Linked DNA regions of Mus musculus: region 1 is linked to region 2. A link is a contact called in public ChIA-PET data. All regions are on one chromosome and are shown on one strand. Each heading gives the region's core, a stretch centred on a gene start, on an enhancer-like site or on the middle of the called end of the contact. The rest is flanking DNA. Distances are from core to core; before and after follow the strand shown.

Region 1 (7,388 bases), core at 2,459-4,958, 220 kb after region 2:
GGCTAAGATGGTGACTTGCTGAGGGTGCTTACTACACAAGCAAGAGGGCCTAAGTCTGGTTTTCCAGCACTCACATAAAAATGAGCCCGGCTGTGCACATCTGAGACCTCAGTGCTAAAAGTGACAGGGCTTGAGTAGAGACAGATGGACAGACAGACAGCCTAGCAGAGAAAGAGCAAGCTCAGAAACAGACTCCTCAGAAAATGAAGTGGAAAGAGAAGTTGTAGAAGACATATCATACTGACCTCCGGTTTCCATATGCACACACACACATGCATATTCACTGGAACATACATGTGCACAGCCACACACATAAACATATGTGCACGCAAAAAAAAGTCATAATGTTTTAAGTACATTAATGATTTTGTATTGGGCCGCATTCCTAACTGTCATGGGATACATTGGCCTGAGGGAGTGATTCCCAGCCTTCCTGATGCTGTGACCTTTTAATGAAGTTGCTCATGCTGTGGTGACCCCCATTAAAATTATTTTCATTGCTACTTCATATCTGTAAGTTGCTTACCTTATGGATTGTAATGTAAACATTTTTAGAGATAGAAGTGTGACAAAGAGGTCACAACCTACAGGCTGAGAACCATGGCCTAAGGCCAGACCTGGGTGCTTAGTAAGGGCTTGCTTACACCCCACCCCAGGGACACTAATCAGAAACAGACAAGGGTGACCAACATCTTTCCAAGTTATTTGGATGCTCTTCAACACTGGAGTCCCAATACTCAAAGTTCACCCCAACCTGAGTTAGCAAACGCACTGTGCAGGACCATGGCCAGCGGTCCTAAAAGCCACCACTAGGCCTCTGTCCCCTCCACACAGCTCTCAGCATAAAAATCACTAATGAGGGAGAAGAGGCTGGAGAGATGGTTAAGAGCACTGGCTGCTCTTCCAGAGGTCCTGAGTTCAATTCCCAGCAACCACATGGTGGCTCACAACCATCTGTAATGGGATCTGATGCCCACTATTGGCATGCAGGTATACATGCAAATACAGCAGTCATAAACATAAAATAAATAAATCTGAGAAGGAGGAGGAGGAGGAAGAAGAGGAAGAGGAAGTAGATAACACCAGTGGGGATGTTTCCAAGTTCATTTCCATTTCCCCACAGGAAACTTTCACCAGAATGAATCAAAAGTTGAACCAGCAATTTCCCCCGCCCCCCATGAGTTCACACACACACACACACACACACACACACACATACTCGTGTGAGAAGCATCGTGTCCAAGCAGTAAGACAGCCTGGCTGTCTTGCTTTGGCCCCTCACCTGTCAGGCTCGGCTCTACCCCACCCAGGCACAGCCTGCCAAGGCAGTGAGTAGTGATAGGTGGCTATTGTCTCTGTGTCTTCTTTGGCAGACAGAGCTCTGACACTGGAGCCTGACAGCCTCTGAGACCTTTGTCTCCCAGGCATGGCCAGTGGCCATAATTGATATGGATGTCAGGGCTGCCGTCCTTGCCCAAGCTGGCAATTAGCGCTTGTGTTGGTGGCTGCCAGGGATTCCTGATGCTGCAGAGCAAAGACTTGTCAGGTTTGTGGCCACGCGGCTCATTATATCGGGGACATGGGCTCCCTGCCCCCACCTTCTCTGATCTCTCTGAAGCAGAGAGGGTAGCTGAGCCACCTTGTCACTTCCATCCTTTGTTCAAGAAGGTAGAGTGGAGCTGATGGTGACAGTCCATCTCCATCTATAGGTCCTGGGTCCTACACAGAGTGACCAGTGGGAAGGCTGTGAGAGAACTCAGGGTTACCAGACAACTACAGCAGTGAGGGGCATATGCCTTCAGGAGTCGGGCAGGCACAGCCCATACAGTAACATGGCTGGGCTGGATGGCACTCATGCTCAAGTCCCTTGTCAAAAAGGTGAGCAGCGGGCCAGATCCAAATTCTCTAAACTGTGGGTCACATCCACTAGTAGCACAGATAGATAATTTAGTGGACCAAGGCATCATTTTAAAGACCAAGAACAGGAGCTGGAAAGACAGTGCAGTGGTTAAAAGCATTTATTACGCTAACAGAGGACAGACATTGGGTTCCCAGCACCCACATGGTGGCCCACAACCATTTGTAGCTCCAGTTCCTGGGGATCCAAAACTCTTCTGACCGCCAAAGGCTCCTACTTGAATGTCACACACACACACACACACACACACACACACACACACACACACACACACACACATAATTACATATTTAAAAATAAATAAAAATGGCTCAGTGGATAAAAGCTAACCATGCAAACATAAGGACTAGAGTTTGCATCCCCCAAACCCACATAATAGCCAAGCAAGCATGGTAGCCATCTGTAATCCTGCCACTCAGGAGGCAGAGATCGGGCAGGGGGTTCCTCAGGACAAGGCTAACTAGACCAGTTGGAACTGAAGAACTTTGGATTAAGTGAGAGACCCAGTGCCAATATATAAAGTAGGGAACAATCAAGGAAGCCCATAAATGCTAACGTCAGTCCTCATGTGCATGTGCACAGAAACATACACACATTCAAGCATGCACATGCGCACATCACTATACAGAGAGAGAGACAGAGACAGAGACACAGAGAGAGACTAGAGTAGAATAAAAGCTAGAAGATTAAAATAGAGTAGACTCACATGCATTTCCTGAACTGAAGACAAGTGCAGTCTCCTTAAATTTTGTTCAATTATGCACGCATAACATATAAATGAGTGTTGTACAACACAAAAGGTTTCTCGGGTTGTAGGTTCACAACCCACAAGTGACAAGGATGGGGCTGGCTACTCCAACCATTCCAGGGATCTCGGTTAAAGAGGACTCTAGAGGAAGTTAAAGTAGAGGAAGGCTCAGGTGTCTTCAGGAAATTTCCAGATTTGTTGCAGTAAGAGGTAAGCAAAGCAGTCGCTTAGGGCCAAGGGTTCCCACCTGCCCTTCCTGGCCCAGTCCTTTAAGCATCTGTGAACTGGGTTGTCTGGGCAGGAAATGAGGTGCCTCTGCTGGCATCTTGGGTGCAGGCCTCCTTGCTCCCTGCTTGAGAGCCAAGCCACACTAAATGAGGGATGCTGGGATACAAGGACTCTGCTAGTTCTGTGTACATGCGAAGGAATAGACATCAGTGTAGGATATTGCACAGAAGCACACAGCAGATCCCATCACAATCATGTAACACCTACATCTAACCCAACAACAACAACAGCAACAGCAATCTATCCTGGTGTGTCAAGAACTGCAGAATCCCTTAACTTCCAGGGACCATTCACAGAAAACACCATTCACTGACCCCTGCCTCGCACGTGACAGTTTACACTGCACTTTCCTGTACATCTTATACACTCATCGCTGTAGGGTCCTCCTCCCAGCTCCCAAGTCACAGTTGAGAAAACAGAAGCCCAGAGATGCCCAGCAGCCTGCTCAGGGACGTGCAGCTAACAAGAAGATTAGCTAAGAGGCCACTCAGCCTGCCTGAGCTCAGCCCCACCCACCTCCGCCCTATTTATTAAACCACGCCTCCCTGAACAGTTTGGGATCTGACAAGCGTAGTCATTTTGGAAAAAAATCCCCTGCCAAGCCAAGTCAAATTTGACAGAGTTCAATAAGGGCTTTATATTCTCTCTTTGCTATTAAATCATACTTTCTTTTAAAAAGCTTGAAGCTACACAATTCACTACTGAAGCAGCCTGTTCCAGACGCTGGTAAGGTCAAGACTGGTTTCCACCCTCAAAGTGTGCCTGGCCCCACCCCCGCCCCGCCCCCTGCTACCCCAGTGAGGCTGTATGGGCCCTGAAGACAATTATCTGCCCTGAAAGCCGGCCCCTCTCCAGACAAAGGCACTCCCCCACTCACATTTATCAGTTTTATTCCCTTAATGATTCAAACTTGTGCTGCGATGTGCAGCTCAGAACGGAGGGTTTCATGGATTTAACAGTTTTATTAATTTAGGAGGTTTCCACTGAGCGCCAGAATGGCTCAGTGTGACAAAGAAGGTATCATAAATGAATTGATTTGTCACGTATCAGAATGTGATCCAGCAGAGATTTCATTATTGGAGTTATTTTCCTCCAATTATCTGCAAACTTAAAATGCTAAAGAGCACCCCCCTCCACCCCCACCCCCAGCAGCAGCCGGCCTGGATCATTTGAGCAGGAAATAAATGGAAATCAATGGCCCAAATTTGCTGCCACATGCAAAGGCCGCCCAGCCTCCCTCCTCCCTCTGTGTAGCCACTTGGGGAAAACAAAGCCAGGGCACAGAGGCCACAAAGGCCACCTGCAGCCTTGAGGCATGCTGTGCCTGTGGGACTGAGTCTTATCCCAGGGCCCTGGCCCCAGATGACCAAAGAACAGCGCTAGGCAGCAGCCTGCCTGGCAACACCAGCAACCGAGCACAGGGTGGGGGCTGGGGGTGACTATGGAATGAATGAGTGCTGAGCAGGGAGCCTGGATCATCCCAGACACTCAGAAACTGTCACACCACATCAAATGTGGGTTCGCTTGCACTCCCAGGCCACCAGATGCTGTTAGCCTCGGCCTGGGGATCCCCACTCACCCCAGCCCTCTCCTCTACTGTCCAGTCTTTCACTGCAGGCTGGTCCCTCCTCCCCTTGGGTCCCTGCTTCCTCTCTGGCCCAGGTTCCAAGCCAGCCTTTCCTATTCCTGCCCACTGAATCTCCTATCTACCCCACACAGCCCCTCCTCCCGTGCCTCAGTTTCCTTATCACCAAGAGGATCATGGGAACAAACTCTAGCTCCCTGCTCAGGGCATTTGTATACAACACACCAGTCCTTCTTTGCCACTAAATTTGAGGTTGTGCCAGGCACCCATGAAGATCATGGAGAAAGGTGGAAACCACTTGCCTTCAGGGAGCAAGCCCCCTTTCATAAACACACAGAGATGAACCTGGGACTCAAAGCCTGACATTCGGCCTAAAGAATAGGACTCCAGGTTGACAGGGCTAGCTAGCTGCAAGGGAGAGACACCTAGCCAGCACCTCTAACATGAGAATTTTTTCACCTACCCCTTTGGAAAAGACACTAAGCCTGTTATAACCAGCTCAGTGTCCAGGGGAGGACAGCAAGAGCCACTTACTGTGTGTGACACCTTTTCTAGGTGCTAGAACAGCTTGGGCCCTTCTCATTTCTTCCTGAGGATATTTTTTTGCAAATGGAAGGGAGAAAGGTCCCAAAATAAGAAATGAGCTGTGTAAGGTCACACTGCCCAACCTAGCCCAGGTCCATGTGACCGGAGAACACTTGCAAAGATGTCGTCCCCCTGCCATCCCCAACTGCACTGGCTTCCATCCCGGTTAGTGGCAACTGTCATCTATCTGGTAGAGAATTCAAAGGCTGAAATCAAGGCCAAGAGGAAACAGAGCAGCGCCAGTCCCCAGGTGAGGGGCAGGTAGGGACAGGTAGGCCAGATCCCACTTGGTCCCTTGTTCCTGGAGTATCTTCATCTGTCCCGAGAGCAGAGGCAGAAAGCACATGGAAGACTGGAAAGCTCCCTGCCTAAGATGCTGTGTGTGTGTATGTGTGTGTGTGTGTGGGGGGGGTGTTGGGGAGGCAAGGACAGGCCTTGGGTCACACATGTTGTGCATTCAGGAAGCACACTTGGGCCTCTTTCTGTCCTCAAGTGGGGCTCTGCATTTAGACCCTTCCAAGTTACTCACACCCCTAGAGGGCAGAGGCAGTGCCCACCCATGTTTGTCAGCAAACACACTGGCAAGGCTGAGCATACTCAGCTGCCCTACACTGTACCTTCCCTCACAGGAGCCTCTCAAAGAACCAGGGGCTGGGTTCCGGTGATGAGGAGAACCCCGCTCTACAGCAAACCATAACCCCCCCCCCTCCCAGCTCGACAGATAAGCTCCTTGCACACAGATGTTAGTTATACTCTGACACAGCCATGTGTACACACTGGCCAGGTCCTGTGTTCACACAGATCAGGTCTCTCCTCCTCCCCATCTCCTTCTCTCTGCTTGCCTTTCCAGCTCCAGAAAGCCCAAGAGCTCCTAAGGTCATGGGCAGTGCTGACAGATGACAGGCAGCCACAGAAAGCCAGGGGGAAATGAACAGGTCCCAAGTTTAGCAAGATGGCTCCCTTCTGCCTCTAGGACTTCATCACCTCCCTGACCTCCAACAGCCAGTAAAGGTGTTTAATTCGTGTCCTACTAAAAATAGCTTCCTAATGGAGTCCAAGGCTCTCTCTGAACATTAGTGCGGTGACAAGGGACGTTGGTCTCCATTAGCCGATCCCTGGGCATAGAAATTCTCATTTTTCCAGGGTGGGCTAATGTTTCTGAGAGTCCCACTTCAGTAGGGACAAGGGACATACTGAAGACACTAGAACTTGTCACTAGGCCACCACAGACAAACAACTGCCAACCAGTAGCTCAGGACAAAGACTTGGCCCCACAAGCCCCAGGGGAATGTGTGAGTCTCTTGCTTGAGATTTCATCTGAACCAGCTAGCCTGTCTTGCACTGGCCCAGAGCTGGCTGCTGTGTACACAAGGGAAGTCTTTGAAGTCTCCTTTGACATATTCTCATCTCTCCCTAAACCAAGGGTCATACAGGGTACTGAGGCAGACACAAAGAATAATGCCCAACCCTCAGGCCTGCCAGCCGGGTCAAGGGCTAGACAAAGCAGTAAGAAGCTGGGGACTCAAGGCCTCTGAGGTCTTTCTAAAGGAAATAGGGGGTGTAAAAATGTATCCAGGGTAGGGCCCTCAAAAGTTATAACATTCTTGTCAGAAAAAATCCAGGAAAGCTTCTTGGAGGAGATGGCACTTGATCATTCTTGTTCCGTTCCGTGTTTGCATAAACAAAAGACGTACACTTATTTTTTGGAGCTGTGGTGTGGGGTTGGATAGGACAGAACCCAGGACTTTACACATGCTAGGCAAGAGCTCTACCACTGAGCTACATGCCCCAGCACTAACAGAGAGGCATTTCAGGGGCTGTGAACCCCACCAGTGCTGACTTGTAGAATTTCTCTTAAGATTCATTACTGAATCTTCCAGGCACAGCCAGACCCTCTCCACCATTCCTGGATACACTGTGGAGTTCTGACTCTTTCCAGTGTAGACCAGATTTCCCAGGGTAACAGCTGAAAGATGTCGAGTCAGTTAGAGCCATTCAGGTAAACGTCCATCTTCTCCCTAACCCCAGCCCTAAACATCACCCCATTCTACCTACTCCCTCCCTCCCACGGGTCTCAGCTGAAGCCACCTCCTCCAGGAAGCCCTCTCTGGGTGTAGCATTTCTACCTTGCCCCACTCAGTGCCTGAACTGTATGCCCCTTACATTTGAACTGTATTTCCATGTGGGGTTTCTTAGTCTTGCTAATTCTTAAACTTTCTTCCAGACCTTGAGTTTCATGAGCCTTGAGGCCAAGCCTGCACCCT
Region 2 (7,892 bases), core at 3,696-6,195:
AGTACATGTTTCCGTGCAAGACTGGGGGAAACAGACCCACAAAGGAGTGCCCTTCTCTACAGATGTGTGACCCTGGAGCCCCTTCTCTACAGATGTGTGACCCTGCAGCCCCTCCTCATCACACTGAACTTGTTGTGCCTCTTTTGGGGGAGAGGAGACTTCTTGTCCACAGAAAAGGCTTTTCCTGCTAACTCCAATAGCAAGAAGCCAGGTATGGAGGGTCATCTCCAAGGAGCCTGGAAGTACTCCAGGCAGGCTCCTGAGCTACTTGGACATAGGCATATTCCGGAACAGTACACAGACCATGGCTCAGCACTTCAGAAAAGGCTAGGCTTAATTCCCTACTTCTCTACAACACGAGGTTATACTTGGGGGGAATTGGAAGGTGGGTGCCTCAGTCTCTAGGAACTGATCTGCATGACTGCGGGTTCCCACTTTCCAGTAAGGAGAGGTCATGTGGGGACTCCTGTGACCTGTACATTACCAGCTAGGGAAGAGGTGGAAGAAGAGTGTTTGATTAGTGACTACTCTCATCGGTTACCCTGAAGGTTGAGCTCCATTCAAGGGACACTGACTCTGAGCAGGAAGATCAGTAGGCTAAACATTGGCTAGGTTTTCTTTTTCTAGGAGGATACACACACATACACATTTTATATATATATATATACACACACATATATATACATATATATGCACACATACACATTATATATATACACACACATACATATATGTGTATGTATGTATATGTATATATATTCTAACATATATAGAGTATATATTCTACATACACACACACATGTCTATTATATTCAATTGTCAGCAATTCTCAGCACTTTTACAGATAATTAGTTCTATAGTAACAGCTGGCCCCTGCAAAGGCGAGCTTCTCCGACCAAAGCTTTGATGCACTTGTCTATGGACAGAAACATAAATACTTAGGAAGCAGTAAGATACCACAACATATCCACTTAACAAAACAACCATAGATGCTTCTCCATGTGCTCATACGCCCTCCTCGGCTCACTGCCTTTGGCGGATTTACAGTGCCAAGTATGAAGTCCCTCCTGTACAACAGGCCTCAGATCCAATCAGAAAGTGCTTGGCTACCCCGTGGATTGTCAGGCCACTCTTTGAGTGGCAGACACACCTGGATGCTTGAACCAGGAATCCAGGGGCTATCAACTGCCTTCCTGAGATGCTCCCCCAGGCCGATGTCTCCCTTATCTGTATCTGTAGATGTGGCTCCTGGGGTGGGCTACCTTCGAGTTGCTGGTCAGAGAGGTCCTTAAGGCTTCCAAGGCAGCAGAGTCAATACATTACTACCCCTCTTAGGTGGCCACCAGCACCAGGTGGCTGTATCTATAGTGTTATGTGCAGAGTCCACAGCTGGTTATGATCGCTGATGACTTTTCTTCTTCTGCAGCTTCTATAACATCTACTGTCATCTTGCTAGGTGGTGAGCAAGATGCTTGCAGTTCAGTTCTAGCATGATATGTTTTGTGTTCTGCAACCAAAGCATGTGGTATCTTCAGCAATAGGGTTATACCACCTGGAGACATCGGCCTGGGGGAGCATCTCAGGAAGGCAGTTAATAGCCCCTGGATTCCTGGTTCAAGTATCTTGGTCATAAATGGCCACACACCTTCATTCAGATTCTTTTATATGTATTTTGAACTCCAGTTATTCTGTAAATTGAAATGGATGAACCTATGTAAATATCTGCGAGGCAAGTGGTTGAGAAGTGAGTGGAAGCTGCTACTGTGTATACCCAATCGAGGGCAGGGATGGCCTTGAGTACATCCGAGATCCAGTGGTTAAGGTTAGTTGCTGGGGATATAGCTCAGGTAGCCGAGTACTTACCCATCATATGTGAAGCCTGGACTCTGATTCCCAACATCACATAAAACAGGCATGGTAGTACATACCTGCTATCCCAGCACTCAAGAGGTAGGGGCTAGAGGGTCTGAAGTTCATCTGAAGGTCATCCTGTGCTACATAGTGAGTTCAAGACCACACAGGTAGGTTTTTCTTCTTCTCACACTGTGATCCCTGCTATCTGACTCCATGTCACACAGATCTGTTCATGAGGAGGACAGCTTTCTCCCAGCTGGCTTGGGCTCACTTGAGGCACAGCCAGCCTTTCCTGGCAAGAGGATCCAAGGGGAGTTCAGGGAGCCTAGAACCAACAAAGGGAGGATGCAGTCCAGATACTACCCCTCAGCTGCCATCTCATTACCTCGCAGGGTGCTGACCATATGATAAATGTCCCCCAGGATTCTCTGTCCCTGAGGTATGTGGCTGCAAGATAGGCTTTCTTAGCAAACTGTTAAAAAAAAAAAAAAGAACATGCATAGTATAGATTCAGACCCAAAGACAGGTTATTAATCAGTGCTGAGTGGCTTTGCTGGTCTCTGCCTGGGACTGGGCATGCAGCTATGTGTGTTCAGTGGCCAATGTTGCATGGAGTCTGGGGGAGCCATTGAGGCTTCAGGGTTTAGGGGTTGGAACAAGTTGGAAGGTATCCTGTCCATAACTAGAGCCCTATTTGCACTCAGAGGTGAGGAGCAAAGCCTGGTTCTCAGAGAGGCTATGTATGCAGTTATTAAGGATTATGACAGAGAGTGTGTGGGCTCACAGTAACAGGCAAGGTACTACCTTGGTCCAGAAAAGTCCACTACTACGTCCTGAGAAACCCGAGAGCTGAGGGGAGAATGAGGTCACATGGTAGCACAGGTGTAGGGGACCTTCATGTCATCACATATTTAAAAATCTTTCAGGAGCTGCCCCTAGCCTTGCTAGGCTCTCCATCCCCCTTCAACAGTATCCTTACCCCGTTCTTCTCAAGACAGACCCTCTGAGTCCTCCTAGTTGGTAGCAAGACTTTTCCACTATCAGCATCAGGGAAAATTCCTCTCTCGGAATTCAATGCCAGACCCATCCTACCCTTCCCAAAGCGTTCACCTAAACATCCCCTCCAGGGAAAGAAAACCCCACCCGCTCGCCCTACCTCCCCATCACCCTATCCTATCTCAGCGTCTTGCTTTGTCTCCATTAGCCTTTACGTAATAACTCAGTCTCTCCAGCAGCTCATCCACTTACTGTCTGGCTTTTCCATTTGAAAAACCCTCCAAGAGGGTGTCACCCTCAGCCGTTGGCAACTACTCTTCCTGCTAGGCTGTGTCTGCCGTGGTGGGCATCACAAAAGCCTGTGATAAGTATTGTGTGAATGCTGAGTTGAGAATGGAGTCTCACTTGCCTGGCCTCCTGCAACTTGGAGCAGGCAAGGATGTCCCTGCCACACTGCCCAGTAGTCTCTCCTCAGTGGTGAAAGCCCCCACCCCGGGTTCCCACACACCTCTCTCAGGCTTGCCCAGTTGCTAGAGTCACCCATGCGATCCCCCAGCATAGACACTGCCACCTACTCACCGTGAACTGTATTTAAAATGTAAATAAAAAAAGGCTTTTAGGAGATTTAAGTGTTTCCCTTGGTATTTAAATTATTCAATTATAACTAAAGCTATTAAAATACAGTTAATTAAAATTGTTAGATTGTTTTCCTTCGCACTGATCGCGGCATCGCCGACTTCTCCCTCTAGCTGTTTAATTCCTATTAAAAATGATAATGCCCTGCTTTATTCATAAATGCAGCAACCTTCCCGTGCATTCTTCAGGCGCTCTCCCTTCCCCAAGCCACACCATCGTCTTTGCTCCTAGCAGTGAAGCAGAAACTCTGCCTTAGTCTTCAGAGGTTTAATCAGCAGTAAAAAAGACTCGAAATTTAAACATTAGCATGACTTACAACAAATAATACAGGCCCTCTGTTTTTTTATTTTTAAATAGCCTTCTAATTCTGATGCAACATAATGTCATTAGAGACCAAAGCAGGACCCCAAGGTTTAATGAAAGGTGGGTACCAGATAAAGGCTTTGTAACTCACAACATAAAATTACCAGATCGTACACTAAATATTTATTTGAAAGGTTCTGTAGCATTTCTGGTGGGAGTAGTTCAATCCACTGTGCAGACAGGTATGTGTTTCTAGAACAGAAAGAAAAAAAATGCAGGCAAAGCCAGTGCCTGCATCTCTAACTGGGTACCTCTGAGAACCTAACAGTTACAGTGTTTCAATGCCTGAGCTGTGTTACATGGCAGTAATGGCTCTCCTTGGTGATAATGGGACAGGTGAATGGGTTCAGCTTTCCCAGAAGGGCCAGGTACCACCTCGAGCCCTAGGGGTAATTCGTGAACACATCTGAATCGTGACTCCTTACATGTCTCCAAATGTCACCACAAAGGGCATGGCTGTGAAGTGGCTCAGTTACTAAAAGGTGTGGCTGCCCTTAGGGAGCTTGTGCCCACCCACCAGCCATGCACCCTGCACGTGGAGCTCGAGGTTGGACAGTACTGTCACTAAGGTTTCCCGTGTGGATATGGAAGATTCCACAGGAAAGGTGGGCTGGGTGTGGTCTCCCCTGGGCAAAGGCAAAGGGAAGATGAAGGGGAGGGGACAAGAAGGAGGTGGTGGGTTTGGGACACTGAGACTCTACTGTAGTCGGAACATAGATTAGGTGGAAGTGTACAGCAGAATTTAGAGACCCTTTACAGCAGAATTCAAGAGTAACCCTAGACATGTCTCCTCTGAAGTTTGCCCATCCACGAAGGACTGAGCGTGGTTCAGTCCTTCATGTGCAGCTCTCAGAGCTGGGCTGCAGGTGGTTGGTGAATGACCAGAAGAACTGTAGCCAGCACCTAGTGAGTTCTGGGTACTGGTTGGAAATGCCCCCAGGGCTGGCTGCTGAGCTGCTGGGGACCCAATCAAAAACTCAGGTGAAGCAATCTGAGCTCTTGGACCTTGGACCTTGTTCTGCAGTAACCTGAGTACTCAGACTGGGACTGCAGACTTTCTTCCCAGGCCCACCTCCTCCTGTGCCCAACAGAGCCTCATCAGCTGCTCTAAATGTGCCTCTTTACCCAAGGGACACAGTGTCCCAGGGAAGTAGAGAGAGGCTATGAACTTCGTTGCTGGTCACAGGGGAGTGTAAATCTAAACCACACTGGCATGCCATTGTGCAATGAGCGAGGTGACTACAGCCAAATAGAGAAAAAGGTCAGCTCAATCATCCTGGGGCAAAGATGAGGGGAATGAGCTACCACCATAGCACTGGTGGGCATTCACTTTGTAGAACAGTAGGAAGCGTCTGCATTCCCAGGAAGAGAAAAGAACATATGCCCACTCTGAGATTTGGATGCAGCTGTTGGCAACAGCCTTAGTCCATAACTGCCTAAGAGTGGAGCAAACCTAAGAGTCCACCCACAGAGGAATGGGTAAAGAAACTGTGGTATATCTATTCAAGTGAATAGGACTCAGCCATGAAGGGGAACACGCTGCTGAAACATGGTATAGCATGAGTGAATTGCTGCATAATTATGCAGAGTGAAAGAATGCAGGCAGAAGGGGGAGGGGTCTGCCAGCAATCCACAGGGGCAGAGGGGGTGTGCCTGGGCGTGGATAGTGGGGTGGGCTGACAGACAGGAGGCATAAGGAAGCAGAAAGAAAGATTTGGGTGTGATGGCTACATTCACTCCTGACTGCAGTGATCGATTCTTGCCTACAGACAGATGTCAAAACATATCAAAGCACACACCTTTGGTTTATTGTACATCAAGCACACATCAATAAAGTGACTTTAAAAAATTAAAAGCCCAGACTTTAGAGGTTTCTTTTTGATAATTTTGGCCGTGACATGGTTTTAAGTGAATAAAATAGCAAGAACAGTCAGAATCGCCTAAATAGATTTTCCTCAATCAGCCCCAGTCTTCACCTCTCCTCCTCTTCCCCTTCTTCCTGAACTGGTTGAGAGGTGAGTCCAAGATGTTGCTTCCCTTTAGCCCAACACCTCAGGGGATATTTCATAAAGCAAGGCATTCTCCTGCTGTCCACGGTTCAGCTCTTGAAATAGAGAACTTTGCCATGGACCCTTAAGTCAGTGCCAACAGTGGTTCTGTAACGGGCACGGCAGCTGTCTCTGCACTGGGACATCCATCCAGGATCTCCCAGCTCTCGGCTCACACATCTCTGGCTCCTCTGACCCGAGTTCCAGAGCTGACCACCACTCGCTAGTGGCCCTGTGACCTTGAGCCTTCACCTCCAAACCCTGATCTATGCAGCAAGAATAAAACGAGCCAGTCCTCAGGATGGGGGAAGATGAGTGAGAGGAAGGCTGTGTGTGCCATCTGTTATAGGGACTAAGGATAGAGTGAGCAGGCTCAGGCACTTAGGGCCAGCATCCCACGTGATCTGAACACTGGATGTTCAGTCTGGACGTCCTGAGTCACTCTGACCCAGCTCAGTAAGCCCCTCTGAGACACTTGTCAGGCGCATCCTCTGCTTGGTGTGATGACCCCTCTCAAGAGTTTAGGGCTACTAATTTCCCTTCTATGTTTTAAAATCCACCCTACCATGAGAAGAAAGGATGGAAGGATTCTAGAAGCCAGAAGGTTGAGGACCCCATAAAAACACAGCTTACAAAATCAACTACACAGGGTTCATGGGGCCTCACAGTGATTGAAGCAGCAACCATGGTCCCTATATGGGTCTGAGCCAGGTCCTCTGCATATACCTTGTGAGTGCATAGCTTGGTGTTTTTTCGTGGGAACCCTAACAGCAGAAGTGGGGGCTGTCTCTAATTCTTTTGCCTGTGCTTGGGACCCTTTTTCTCCTCCTACTGGATCACCTGGCCTTGATATGAAGATTTCTTTTTTTATTTTTTTGCCTTGTCTTATTGTGATGTGTTATGCCATGTTCGGTTGCTATCCCTGAAAGATCTGACCTTCTTTTAAAGGGAAACTGAGGAAGAGAGGGCTTATGGGGAGGGGAGGGAGGACTTGGAGGAATACAGGTAGGGGAAGGCATGGTTGGGATGGAATGTGTGTGAAGAATAAAAATTAAAATAAATAAAATCCATTCTTCCTCCCCCAACTTCCTTCCCTACTAACATTGTTCGAGTCCAGAGAAAGTGAGTCTCAGAGTGGTTGCTCCTGCCCTGGCCGGGTGTATCCTGCCTCTTGACATGTCTTTCTGCTGACACCAGAACACAAGGCTGACACCTTACACACAGTTAATCTGCCAGGGTGCCCATGACCAGGATGATCAGGTATAGGACCTGCTGCCTAGGAGCCCTCAGCTGAAGATGTCTGTCCGGTGACTTCTGTTTAAGTTATAACATTAGCTCCTGGTGGCTTTAGGGTGGTGAGAGGTTAGCTGGCTGATATGAGCAAGGCTACCAAGCAGAAGACATTTTGGAACTTGGGAAGTGATGTCACACGTGCTTCTAATTCAGAGATACGGGAAGAGAGGAGCAAGGCAGGCTGGGAGCAGCTCAGGCTGAGGGAGAGCATGGCCTGAAAGGAGCTAAAGGTCCCAAGGTGGGAAGCAGAGCAGAGAGGCCCACTCGTGTTGGCAAAGGCAGAGGGAGATCCTCACGAAGTCCATCCCCACAGTCCTTCAGGCTCCGACCAGATTCTCACTCTGCCTGGCTCTGTTTGTTTCCTAGTGCTGCCTAGGTAACAAATGAGCACACACTGGGTGGCTTTAAACACTCTGTTGTACAAGCCAGAAGTCTAAAGCAAAGGTGCCAGCTAGGCTGGCTGTGCAGTGTACAGGCTGACCTCACGTGAGTCCCCCTCGTCTCTCTGTCTCTCTGTCTCTCTCTGTCTCTCTCTCTGTCTCTCTCTCTCTTTCTCTCTTACCTACTTGTGACTCCCAGCTTCCAGCGTTCCCCCATCCTGCATGGGGCTCTAGGATCTTCAGTCCTTGCTACCTGTGCCTCCCGCTGCAACTCCACAGCCTCTACCTCCACCATTACAAGCATCCGTGCTCTGGCTTATGG

What was found. ChIA-PET counts read pairs in DNA pulled down with a chosen protein or histone mark.
Region 1: an REV-ERBa ChIA-PET map of liver shows a contact between it and region 2, with 11 times the contacts expected there. The contact joins two enhancer-like sites. A contact is called at or near these places in 2 of 484 Hi-C or Micro-C datasets (the AML12 cell line and uterus) and 3 of 115 datasets of contacts at active chromatin or transcription factors (CD8 T cells, large pre-B cells and liver).

Annotation. Positions count from the first base shown.
Region 1 is chr14:25,393,658-25,401,045 of GRCm38.p6, forward strand. All of the region lies in intron 1 of Zmiz1os1 (a long non-coding RNA gene), which reads right to left. Among named protein-coding and RNA genes, the nearest start is that of Gm32645, 4.4 kb to the right of the region's middle. Within about 2 kb of position 3,709, at least 118 of the 459 cell types and tissues checked have an H3K27ac peak or open chromatin away from gene starts, as enhancers often do. A contact at or near this core is called in liver, where this site is marked.
Region 2 is chr14:25,176,671-25,184,562 of GRCm38.p6, forward strand. No RefSeq gene overlaps it. Among named protein-coding and RNA genes, the nearest start is that of Gm32307, 19 kb to the right of the region's middle. Within about 2 kb of position 4,946, at least 19 of the 459 cell types and tissues checked have an H3K27ac peak or open chromatin away from gene starts, as enhancers often do. A contact at or near this core is called in liver, where this site is marked.